2 separate regions of the Arabidopsis thaliana genome follow, and region 2 is linked to region 1. A link is a contact called in public targeted proximity ligation data. All regions are on one chromosome and are shown on one strand. The core of a region is the stretch at or near the end of the contact, and the rest is flanking DNA. Distances in the headings are between cores, read along the strand shown.

What was found.
Region 2: a contact with region 1 is called in a targeted proximity ligation map of shoot, with 10 read pairs.

Annotation. Positions count from the first base shown.
Region 1 is chr1:27,626,464-27,632,781 of TAIR10.1, reverse strand. It overlaps AT1G73480 (alpha/beta-Hydrolases superfamily protein), which reads right to left and starts at 4,104. Exons shown (of 7, transcript NM_106007.3): 1 at 2,885-4,104; 2 at 2,011-2,049; 3 at 1,847-1,917; 4 at 1,146-1,210; 5 at 972-1,061; 6 at 791-883; 7 at 1-697. The coding sequence starts at 3,516. The coding sequence ends at 296. AT1G73470 reads right to left here. Exons shown (of 11, transcript NM_179550.3): 5 at 6,211-6,318; 6 at 6,087-6,125; 7 at 5,927-6,001; 8 at 5,715-5,774; 9 at 5,520-5,584; 10 at 5,312-5,402; 11 at 4,457-5,216. The coding sequence ends at 5,178.
Region 2 is chr1:27,666,693-27,673,010 of TAIR10.1, reverse strand. AT1G73600 (S-adenosyl-L-methionine-dependent methyltransferases superfamily protein) reads right to left here and starts at 3,859. Exons shown (of 11, transcript NM_202410.2): 1 at 3,733-3,859; 2 at 1,863-1,978; 3 at 1,562-1,699; 4 at 1,320-1,457; 5 at 1,069-1,212; 6 at 879-989; 7 at 656-797; 8 at 245-525; 9 at 5-166. The coding sequence starts at 3,787.

The DNA of each region.
Region 1 (6,318 bases), core at 2,855-5,354:
TTCGATATAAATAATAATTGGTATTACAGGTATAAGATATTAAAATCCAAGGTTACAAAATTATTGATTTATAACAATATACCGACGTCAAGAAGCATAGCAAGAGAGTCCAGATTTGGAGTCTCTCTTTTTCTCTTATCTTCCTTCTACTTCTGAGTTGAGAAAATTCGACCAAGAACTTCTTTTTCCTCACGTTTCTCAGTCAACACACTCAGAAAATTCCGCGAATTAATTATTCTTGTCTGAATCAAGAATCTCTTGATTCGATGCGATAGTGATTGTTGGTTTGAACGAGCTAAACCCGCTGGTTTAGCCAATCTAATATGGCTCCAGCGATGATTTCTCGTTCGGGTTCAAAAAGAAGATCGTGCAACAACCCGTCGTAGAGCTTGAGTGATTTGTCTGACGAGGCAGCTTCCTCGTAGAGCTTCTTTGAGGCGCTAGGATCGGTAACTGTGTCGTCAGTACCGTGCATCACAAGAAAGGGAACTTTCACTTTGTTCAGGTTCTGTTGCAAGTGAGCAGTGATTCTAAGGATCTCGTAGCCGGTTTTAACCCGGATGGATCCGGTGAAGACTAATGGGTCAGAGTATTTGGCGATGAGAGCTGCTGGGTCACGAGAAACCGGCATTCCTTTCTTGTTTGCTGCACTGATTTGGTACCTGGGTAGTAGAAACGCCATGATTGGAGCAAGAACCTGTTGATAAAATACAACAAAGAGAACTGATCAGATTGCTAAGACTTGGCTGAAAACGCGTAAATTATGACTTGACCTTTCGGATTAACTTACAGCGAAGATTGGATGGGATGGTTGGACTCCAACAGCTGGTGAAGTCAATGCAATGCCTGAAACTCGAGATTCAATCTTTGGATCCAGCATAGCCTGCACTTGAGTTGTTTTTGACACTGTTTAAATTTGTGTAGTTATCGGATGAAACTATGATGTTATTTAATGGGTCTAAAGATGTTACCTTGAGGATGATTGCTCCACCTGTTGAGTGTCCAAAGCAGAAACAGGGGAGTCCTGGATTCTCTGTGAATACCTTTTCAAGAAATGATTTCTGCAAATGAGATAAGTGTGAGTTTGTTTTCAACAATAGGATGCTTTGCAAGCTAAAACCAGAGAGACAGAGACTCCTACATACCAAATCTGTGACAGCGTAATCAAGGGAAGGAACGTAAGCATGAAGTCCATCACTTCCGCCATGACCTGTTGGGTTAAAACCAAAAAATGTCTCCTCTCAGTCAAGATTACAGATTTGCAAGTTTATCATTAAGGGAGATATAAGAAAACGGCTATAAAGACGCAGAAGCAATACAGATATCTAAGAGACATTCAAGTTGTTTGCCAATATAACAAATTATAGATCCTAAGTTGTCAGAAGTATAAAGCTAAAGATGGGATTCATGTGTCACCTTTCCACACGAATTAGGCACCACCCCAACAAAAATCACAATATTCCCTGCGACATCCAAACAGAGAGAGGTATGGTTGAAGAGTTTTGTATCTAGCCTATGAAAACAGTTGCATCGTAAAAACTCTCTAATGTTTCCACGTTTTAAAGGTACTAAGGTGTGCATCTATTCTAACAGAACTTATTTCAAATATCCCACCAAATATTCAAGATCAATATCATGGCTTCTATATCGAAAACTTTAACCTAACACCTTAAATATCATCAAGATTTGTAGTTGAAAACCATGTTGAGATTTATTCTTTGTTAATTTTTCATGTGATGTATGGGGAAGAGGACAAAAACCTAATGCTTAAGTCTCTAGAGGCTCGTTTAGCTATAATGAACATCAAAACGGTAACAGAAAGTGAACGAGAAGTGAGATTACTTACCGATCCAGTCAATTCCATAGACCTTGAACCCATTAGCATTAAGCTGCTTTGCAAAATCACTATACCTGCCACTGTCAAAATTTTGAAAAAAATAAACCAATGTTAAGATTCCTAAGGCCAAGGAAATTAGAATAAACTCAAATGGTGCATAACTAGGTTCAAACCTATGCTCGTTTAATCCATGTAGCAGAACAATAAGTCCCCTGCAAGAACATATAGAAAAAAAATAAGAAACCAGACAAGAAAATGATTGAAAGTTTACCACTTTCTTGACTTGTATTTAAACAGAGCTCAGAATAGCTTACAAAATCAGAGGCATGAAAGATTCAAAACCATATTAAAAGAAAGGAAAGTGATAGTGTTAACGAAACATTAAACCAGATTGTATGTCTTTTGCAAGGAAAGATACTGTACACGGTCGTATGTATCTATCATTATCAACAAAGTCACATGCATCTAATATTATACAATGATCCTTGAAAACCACTTTGACAAGCAAATATCATCTTTCTCTAAATTTTCCCAGCTAATCTGCTTCATAATTTCTTCATAACACTCAAGAAAAGCTTACCAACTAAATCTAATCCTGTTACTTGATTAAATAATCATCACTATTAAAGGTTAGTTCAACAAAAACATATATGACTATCTCTGGTTAAGCTAATCAAAATAATGTAATATTATGAGCAAGAAGGAATATATATATAAATATCAAGGGGATCCACCACAATATTCAATTACTCAAGCCTCAAGCTATAGCCAAGATATTAATTAGGACTACCAGACAAAATAAAATAAAATCCAACACAAATATCTTCTCTCAACACTTGACATCTAAATCATTTGGAATTTTTTGTTCTTCCATTACTAATTTCCAGAAACATCCAATTGACATTATTCTCTAGTTAACAACAAGACTCACTTGAACTCAAAAAGGCTAATATGCATAATTATGTATTGATCCTAAGATTGACAACGACTACTAATACATTAATCAAACCAAAAATCCTTAAATGATTAAAATAATGGAGAAATGACCTGTGATTTGGGGAAAGAGGTGACCATGACTGACTAAACAACGTATCTCCTCTCTTCGTCGTGAATAGCGAATAATCTCTGACGGAGCTTCCATCGCCGCCTTCATCCTCCAAAACTCGCTTAATCGCCAGTTCACGTCGAACAGCAACCTCCCCATCCACCACCGCAGCTGGAACCGACGGAGGAGAAACGCTGCTTTCGCCACCGATGTTCCTCTTCCTCACCACGATCTGCGGAGGAGACCAAACCTTCCTCTCTTGCTTATCGTCTCTGATAACCACCGCACCAGTCCTCCGCCGCCAAACGACGACGCGAAACGGAAGGAGGAGGAAAAGAATCAACGATTGGATAATCGTAACGAGACGCTTAAGCTCTCGCATCGAGAAGAGTACCCTAACGCGACCGCTTGCTCCTGATGTTAGAATCAAAGTTGATGAATCTGATCCCATCGACATTGTTTCCACCGCCATTGACGATGAAGATGATCGCCGGAAAGTTTTGACACTGATTGGGTTTCGAATTTGAATTCGATTCGCGTAATTTGTGGATGACCCTTTTAGGGGTAATCTAGGGATTGTATTTGAATTTTTACCTCTAGCGATTAAGATTGTTCCTTTACTTGAACAGATCATAAACCAAGAAAAATGAATCAGAAATGAAGAAACGATTAAAAAAAACAATCGTTTTTCTCCAAAATTAGCGAAATGAGAAAACTTTAGAATAGAGAATCCAAATTTAGGGCTTCCTCTGTTTATAAAACAGGGTAATAAAAAACAGAGCTTTATAATGGCCGATGAAGAGGAAGAAGAAGAAGAAGAATAAGGAAAAGATGATAGTGAAAGGATTTGAGAGGATAATCGTTGAACAAATTAAATAAACAACAAATTCACTGTATTTGTAGAATTTGTGTTTGATTAGTTTATTACTTTTTGTGATATTTGTTTGGAACTTGGAAGAGTTGTCTTCGTAGCTTTGGGTTGAGGTATGTAAGAGAAGAGACGAGTAGATTGTTCCAGAGTTTACACGTGTAAGGTCACTATTGTTTCTACACTAATTTTTGAAGTATTTTTTACCCTAAAAGACCGTCCTATCATATGATCCTATCTATAAAAAGCTCCAACAATTATGAATTTTCTAATCACCACCTTTATGTATTCCTTAATTTTATACATTTTGTTTAATGTACATTTTATAGTTTATAGAATAAATACCCTAGAAAATTTACCCAACAAAATTAATAAGAAAATCACATAATCAAAGTTATTAACAAATTTGTATTACATGTGTAAGATTAAGAAAGTCTACTTATTTATATATTGGTGGTATAAATTTTAGCTATTAAAATAAGAAAAGAATTAAAAAAAAATGCCACAAGTATTGGATAATATTTTTATCCAAAAAAAGTATTGGATATTATCTAACCATATGTTAGTTATTTTTAACCTTGTCTCCTACGTCACGTCATCATTTTTTGGACGATTATATAATAGAGGTTTCGTGATATCAAATTTCAATTTGAATTTTATTCATCTTTCTAAAACAATAAAAAGTCTTGTTCTCAACGAGGGCCACAAATAAATTAACCACATGTTTTGAAATAATAACCACAAAAACAAAAATGACTTGATCACTCCGGATTTTGGTAACCCCATATACTGATACACCATGTATGTTCACTCCACACTAATAGAGATTTTAAGACATAATCGAGGATCATTTATACCAAGTCGGCTATATAGGACAACTCGATAAAATCTAAATAAGTCTTCACAATAAGAAATAAAAGTGTACTACTAATCTAGTAATAATTCACCTAGTAACGCATTATTTTCGCGACTATAGCATAATTAGTTTTATAATGACTTGTTGAGTTGTTGTCTAGAATAGTCTGAAATTCCGACAAAAAGGCACGTGAAGAAACGCGGCGGCTTATCGTCGTGAAAGAAACAAGAGCCGTTGCTTTCGAGGATTCGCGGACCACACACGTGGTAAGCACTCAGAGGACTAATATCTTTACCTTGTTTCGCGAACCCCACACGTGTCACAGTGAACCCCACACGTCGCTTATCCGCTCGTTACCACTAAGGAATCAGATTTTTTTAAAATCTGTAAAACATGTTTCCATGGCTCCAAAATATTGTTTCGCAAAACGCTCAATTCTCTGGACCACTCTCTATCTACTCGAGTAACGTCTAATTTGATTTCAACCACAAGCGAATTATACGAGTGTGAAAAACATTGTTTACCGACATAGTTCGTAGGGACACTGAGATTGAGAAAACAAACTGTTACTTCATTTACAAGGTAGCCTGTATGTCCTGGTGATCCGAATCTGCAAAACAAAACAATCCTTTTAAACTCATTAAATCTAGTCAATGAGATCTTACTACAAAACAAATGCAGACTTTGGTGCAAAAAGAGAAGTACCTGTGCAAATGCGTAAATTGCTCTTAGGATTCTAGCGTAGTCAGTCTCGAGCATCTGAATCACTAAGTCAGCCAGTAATGTCCCCCACATCCTGAAGATTCCACAATTATTGTCCGGACATAAACAATTTAAGAAGAATTAGATGCAGATTCATGTGCATATGTAATGTAAATGCTGTGTTAGATCGGATTAGGGGAGTGGCTATTACATGGGGCCAAGTAATTGCATCGCTGTTTTTAAGCCAATGTATCTGGATGCAGCCCCTGCAAATCCCTGTGATCAATTTAAGGTCACTGTAATCACATTGTTAGGCGAAATGTAGTTTGTGTAATGAAGATAGCTCAAAGGCAATAGAGAGATAGAAAAGAAAAGAAAAAAAACGAGAGATGGAAAAAGTAAATACATGCTTCGCTGCTAACAGAGCTGCTCGAGATTCCAAGTTAATGGCAGCAAACTGCCCACCCTGTAAAAAGAGGTTAACGTATCAACATATCAATCAGTTACATCATTGACATGTAATGCTTCTCAGGAACTTCATGATATAGTGCATCGCAAATCCCTGAGTGATGATGAAAAATTCTTATGCAGCATGATGAAATAAATACAGATGCAAACCTTTTTTAGCATCTCTTTCCTAATCTGGTAGTTGGCAGCTTCAAGGAATACTTTTCCAGATAGTTTCTTAGCCAACTATATAGGGCCAGAATATACCAGTTATTTGTATCGCCTCAGAGAAGAAGAAGTTTAAACACACAAACTGTTATCGATTTCATACCAACTGATAAACTTTGGCGAATGTGATCATGCCACCACCCTGCAAGAAAATTGAAGAAACAAAAACACAAGCTTGAGAACAAAGATATTATTTTAAAAAGTGAAACACCTTAAAACAAGACTACCTTCAGAATCATAGATTGGACCTCTGTAGCACCCACTTGTAGTGCGGCAAGTAGTTCAACTTTCCATTTACTGAGCCCGAGTTCTAAGCTTCCCTCTGCCTCTGAGAC
Region 2 (6,318 bases), core at 2,610-5,109, 40 kb before region 1:
ATACCTGACCGTATGCTTGTACATCATGAAGATCATAACCTCGTTTCTTGATGTAGATTGCAAAGTCTGGAGATGGGGTTTTGGGGCTTCTGCAGTAATCAGTGATGAGAACTTTCCCTCCCGGCTTCAACCATTTGTAGAATCTTCTGAACAATGCTGGCTTGTCCTGAGAGTAAGACCAGGGATTACAAAATGGATACCAAATTAAAGTCATAAGGGAAGAAGAAATAGCGGAAGCTTATACTTGGATATGTAGAATGGTGTCTCTGCTATAAATAACATCAAAGGTGTTATCAGGATACTCCTTCTTGGTGCAATCAGCTACTTCGAATTCTACAGAGCATTTGAGTCCTATTGCGTGTTCAAGCGCAAAAGAGATCATGTTTACAGATAGATCAATGCCCACAACATCCACGTCAAAGTTCTCAGCCATGTAGAAGTCCCCTCCTCCTATTCCGCACCCAACGTCTAGAACTTTTTGGCCAGGTTTCAGATCCAGCATATCCACGAATTCCTTTGTTGTCTCTATATCAAAAGAAACAAGTATAATAAGAAGAAAAGATAGCTTCACTTAATGGTTCTGTATAACTTAAATTCAAAAACAGAACCATCAATACTGCAAAGTTGATACAAACTCGATGACTAAAGAGCATACCGAGTCCCCCTGTGCTAACAAACCCTTCTCCAAAGACACGCTCATAGCGTAAGATACCACTAGACTTATACTGGACATTGTCCAAGAAGCGTTGGAAGCCCCTATCATTATCCGAACTGACTTTCTGCCAAAGCCAGCATATCTGAAATTTTCGAAAAATATGAGTCCAAACATTATAAGAGATACCATCAAAGGGTGGCTAAAAGATGAAGAGGCCAATTACCTGGTTCTGGTTCTTTTTGTTTCTCACATAAGCTCCAATGCATTTACAGCTAACCAAAGAGAGTTCATACGAATTCCCATCTTCGTCATTCATATGGCATTCTTTGAAAAGCTGAGAGGAATTCATGTACCAGAGTTCAAATAATTGTCGTCTAGAAACAGAAGAGTGGAGGGATTTATAGGTAGCACACCTTTGTGTAAAATTTAGGTTCACGGTAGTGTGTTGGGTTGTACTTCCGCTTGTTATCACCAGACTGATGGAAACAAGACTCCCGAAAGAAAATATACCCGCCAACCTTTGTCCATTGTAACATCTTTTTCGCCAAATCTTCAACCTGCAATTTGATGAAAAGACATGAAAATTTGTCCAAGGGATATAAGCGATTAGTCTAAGTGTGTACAGTTTAAAAGTGGTTCCCTCAGTAATAAATAATATGGCTACCTCTTGATCAGAGAGATACATTAGCAGCCAGTTGGAGAATATCAGATCCATAGACTCATTTGGAAAGTTCATATTTGGTGATGTGACATCAGCGCACAGAAATTTGACGTTCTTGTAGTGACCGTTAATGTTCTCATTCTGGAGATGAAACTCTCATTAGAGAAAAAAATCAAACAAAACTCGAGAAAAATACAAGTCTTATAAGTAGCTAGAAAGAACAAGCATGGACGTGAACTAACAACCTTTTTGATAACACTTTCAATGAAGTCAACCGCAATGACCTGGCCGGCCTTCTGAGCTAATTCAGTAGTAAAACGACCAATTCCAGCACCAAACTCTAGCACTGTTGTCCCTTCAATAGGTGGAAGAAACGCAAGTATCTGACACAAACACACACATAATTTAAGCCTTTAGAAGCTTTCCTTCATAAGTCCATAACACAATAAAGGACAGCAAAGATTCAACTCATCAAGGCATACATATCTCAAAATGATCTATATATAGCAAAGATGATAACTTTATAGTGGGTGAGTCGAAATAAACCTCAGGACGTTCTTCTTTGTCGAGGTCAGAAGCTTTGGAATCAAGCATCATAGCTTCAACACTCAATCCCACTGAATGCTCTTTCCAGTAATTCTTTTGGATTTCACGCTCCTCGCCTGCAACCATTAAAAAGATTCAATTCATCAAAATAAATCAATAAACCCATTACCAATATCAAATCAATCCACACGCTTTATGGTAAAGTCCCAATTTTTAAATCTGCACTACATCATCGAAGCCTTAAAGAATCCTAACACAGTGTCCATATTGCTTCACACCAGAAAACGTTGTATAAGAAACTAGTCACTCACCATACGAAGCCATTATCCTTGAGAACACACTAGGAAACAAAAAAGAGACGATTTTTTCACGAGGGTAATGAAATCTATGAATAGAGAAGAAATTCGAGACGGAGATGACTGTAACAAAGAGCTATGGCTATTGGCTATGATCCTTCGATAGCGAGTCTGGATCTCGAAAAGCTCCTCGACCTGAAGTTGTGAAGCCTACCCTTCGACTGCATCAGCACACTCGCAGATCCCAAATTCGATTCTCGCTCGATCTCCATCTTACTGGACTGAGCTCTCTCGCTATCTTCTTCGCCGACCATATTTTGAGAAGACGAAGCGCTTCCGATTTCGGTTTACATGTTTTTCATTTTTCGGTTATCAATCGGTTTATATTCGGTTACCGATTCTTTAGTGGAACCGGGATTCAAATACTGGGGGTTTGTTAGACCGTTAGGAGAATCTAATTTGTCGTTACGTCAATACACATGGCAATTCATACACCGTCAGATTTCGTCTGTTCATTATTAATGGAGTGTGTCCCACGGTAATTATGATAGGTTTCGTATTTTTTCCATATTTAGGAGGCGAAATTACTTCTATAAAGTTTTCGACGTTACAAACTTAAAATAAATTTTAGACAAAACAAAGGAAAAAAAAAAAAAAACTTACAATAAATATTTATTAAGATACAATTAAGTTTTCCTTTCTCTCTTTTAATCGCATTTTCAGATATTTCAGTGAGTCTATTTTTTCATTTTTTGTGTTTAATTAAAACAAAAAGAATGAGATCAAGATCTCTCTTTTTTTTTTCAAGAATTTGACACGTTGTTGAGCTAAATCAATATTATCTTTTTATATTTAGCTCTACCGAATCTATCATCACAAAAAAAAAATCCCACGGAATCTTATGCAACGGTCGACTACGATTACGTAATAATGTAATATACAAAGTTTAGAACTAATTAACGCCCTAAAAATTATACCTACTTTAGAATGTAGAAACTCCAGTTTTATGGATTTTATAACAGTCTCGCTATCAAAAGCTAAATTACAATTTTCCTTGTTTTGTGTTTAAAGAACAAAACAAAACAAGAAACTACATCACGTGGTGAAATGAAAGAGAGAGGGATACTGGAGAAAAGATAGCGATCGAGATGGCAGAGAAAGAGTTAAGGTAAAACTTTCCTCTCAGATGAATTAGAAGAAGTCGTTATATTATAGTATATATATCTTAATTTCCCAAAATAGTGATACAATTAACTTAAATTTATAATTAAGTAGAATAACAAATCATGTTAGTTACAGATAGTTTCATGATGTTATACGCTCACAAGATCTTGTACGTAGATGACAACGGAAAACTAAAAGAGAACATGATCAGTAGTAATGATTAAACTGATACAAAAAAAAATATATATGTGAATGTTAAACGTGTGATTAAGATGATTATTGTGTTGGATAAAATTGAGGATGCAATTGTTATCTTTGTTGAAATTTTGAGAACATTAATTATTATGGGATTTCTTATGAACAAAATTAAAGAAAATAAGAGAAGAATATTGAAGAGCAAGCTAGCTTACATAAGTCTTTGGAGAAAGAAGGAGAGATGGCGCCATTAGTGTGACTGTGAGCCATTGACTATTGACAACAAGAAAAAAATCAGAGTTCTATAGGGTTCTTTTTTTGTATGTTGTGGTTCTCTGTGGTGTTCCTTCTGATCTTCTTGATCTCATTATATAGAGAGAAAAAATGATTATTTTCATTTTCTTGTAATTTTATTTTATTTTGGTTGGAGAAAGAAATACTTCACTTGCTATCTGCATTTTCTTATAATAATAATTATGCCAAATTTATTTTTGGCACCAAAAACTTCATAACTGATACCTTGAGATAGCTTCTTGACAAAAAAAAAAAAACTTAGTTCTGGCTTTACATGCCAATATTTCTTGGATTACGAATATTCATGGTTACGTTTAACTACCGTATGCTATAATATTCATCTAGTGTTTTTAGATTTTAAGACTCAATTGTAATCTAAGATTTAAGTTTGTTTTTGTATGCATATGCGAGTATGTATTACTTTCAATATATGCATAAGTATAGCTTCTTTTAAATTGCCCTAGCTCTAGTTATGAATCTTGTTAAGAACACAAGCATCAAAACGAATATAAAACGTATAACCGTTTTATAAGTATATATCTAATATCAACCAACATATATTGAAAGCCATTTATAGTTAATAAAAAAAACAATTAAATCGTGGAATTGAGCAGCGGAACATATCATTTTGATTGGTACAAACAGATCCTAGTTTGATAGATTCCATGTTGTTTAGGTTCACAGATTCTTTTCATTATGTATAAAAGAAATGAGAAACAAACCACTGTTAGCGTAAGTAACAGTTAATAGTCTTTGAGAAGTAGCGAACAGACAGTGATCCCAAGATGCTCCGAATGGCCAACTTTTTAATGAATCTTTAAATCCAATGGCTCACAGCCACATAAGTTGTTTTTCTCTCACTGTCATTATTTTTAGAAAACATTTTAATTTGTATGATTGTGATTAGTAGTAATAACAACCAAACGTTGTAATCATTAAAAAGAAATTGTAACTATATTAAAACTAAGTAACGATAATATATAGTAGAATGACCAAATATGCAAAATTCTATTTTAGAATTGGATATCTAGGAACCCTAGTATGAAAAAAAAAACGAGAAAGAAGTATAATAATTTTTTTCCATGGGTAATATATGTTCAATAGCATCAACCTCCTATTATCTATATACTATATATATATATATATGAATATTCATGAGTCCGACCTACATATCTTTTATTTACATCGCTTTTGAAGATTTTTGATTAGTAATGCCCGTTAGGTTAGAGAGATCCTACAACATTAATCGAGAACAAGACAACACAAAAAATATCAAGGTGTTGTTAATTCTACAAGAAACAAGTAAACAAAAGCTAAAAGAAAATGTGGGGGGGAAAAGGAAATTAGGCGAACCACTTGACACTGCTAAGATCCATATAATGGGAAATTAGTGGGTCTACTATCTTTCTTTGGACCACAACTTGGTTGATTTTTTAGTGCAAAAATTTAAATAAATGAGCAAATAATGAAAGCAATAAATATGATTGCCGCTTGTTGTGATTCTTGTGAATGTACCACTCCAACCGTAACAAACGATCGTTCATCATTCACATTTTTCTTCGTTAATTTTAAATTTTATGAGAAAATGTTATTTACTTTTACAATTAACATTAAAAAAATTCCTTAAAACATAATTTTCTTGGATATTTTTCTAGTCGTATGTTCTTTCTTTAACTTTTTTTTTTTGGACAAAATTTCCTTCTTTAACTTATATTCTGTAAAATATCTACTTTATACAAATGAAGACAATTCCATTATTAATTTTTAGTCTTCAGTCACAAGATAAGTAAAGTACGTATACGAATCAAGTGAATATAACTGAACAACCAGAAGAAAAAAAAATCAAACAATCTAAATTCAATAAATAAAAAAACCTAAATTTAAAAGATTTAAAGACAGCGACCGCTAAGAAAATCACTAGATGTTTAAATAGACTAGCTATAGGTAGTGGTTCTAATGAATAATGAGCCTACACTCCATTATAAATCAATTTTGTTCTTTTGATTTGCCTACTTGCCTTGGTAATATTTATAATTTTCTATAAAAGTATATGCAAAGGACAATATATACTAGTTAAGAATTCTACACATGGGGTTAATGATAGGACCTTGTTATTTTTCACCCGATGATTTAGGGTTAAATAACGAATTATTATCCCCAATTGGGAGCCTATTCTGGTCCCCCACCCATGATTCCTATTTTTCTTCTTATTTATGTTTATATTTCTCCTTGTCTTGGGGCTACATATGAAGATTCTCACTACATCAGACCCGTAAGACGTAAGTAGATTAACAGTTAAATAAACAAAAGATTCGAAAGCAAATATAACATTATAAAATATACAGTGGGTTTACTCGACAGAAAAGTCTTTCGACTTCAAGTCGTCAATATCTTAACGACTTTTCATTTCTTCACAAATTGTTTCAATGTTTCTGAAGTTTTTGAAACCTTTTATGTTATGTAGGGTTTCATAATACTGTTCGGCAGTTTTTGCAATCACCGATGAA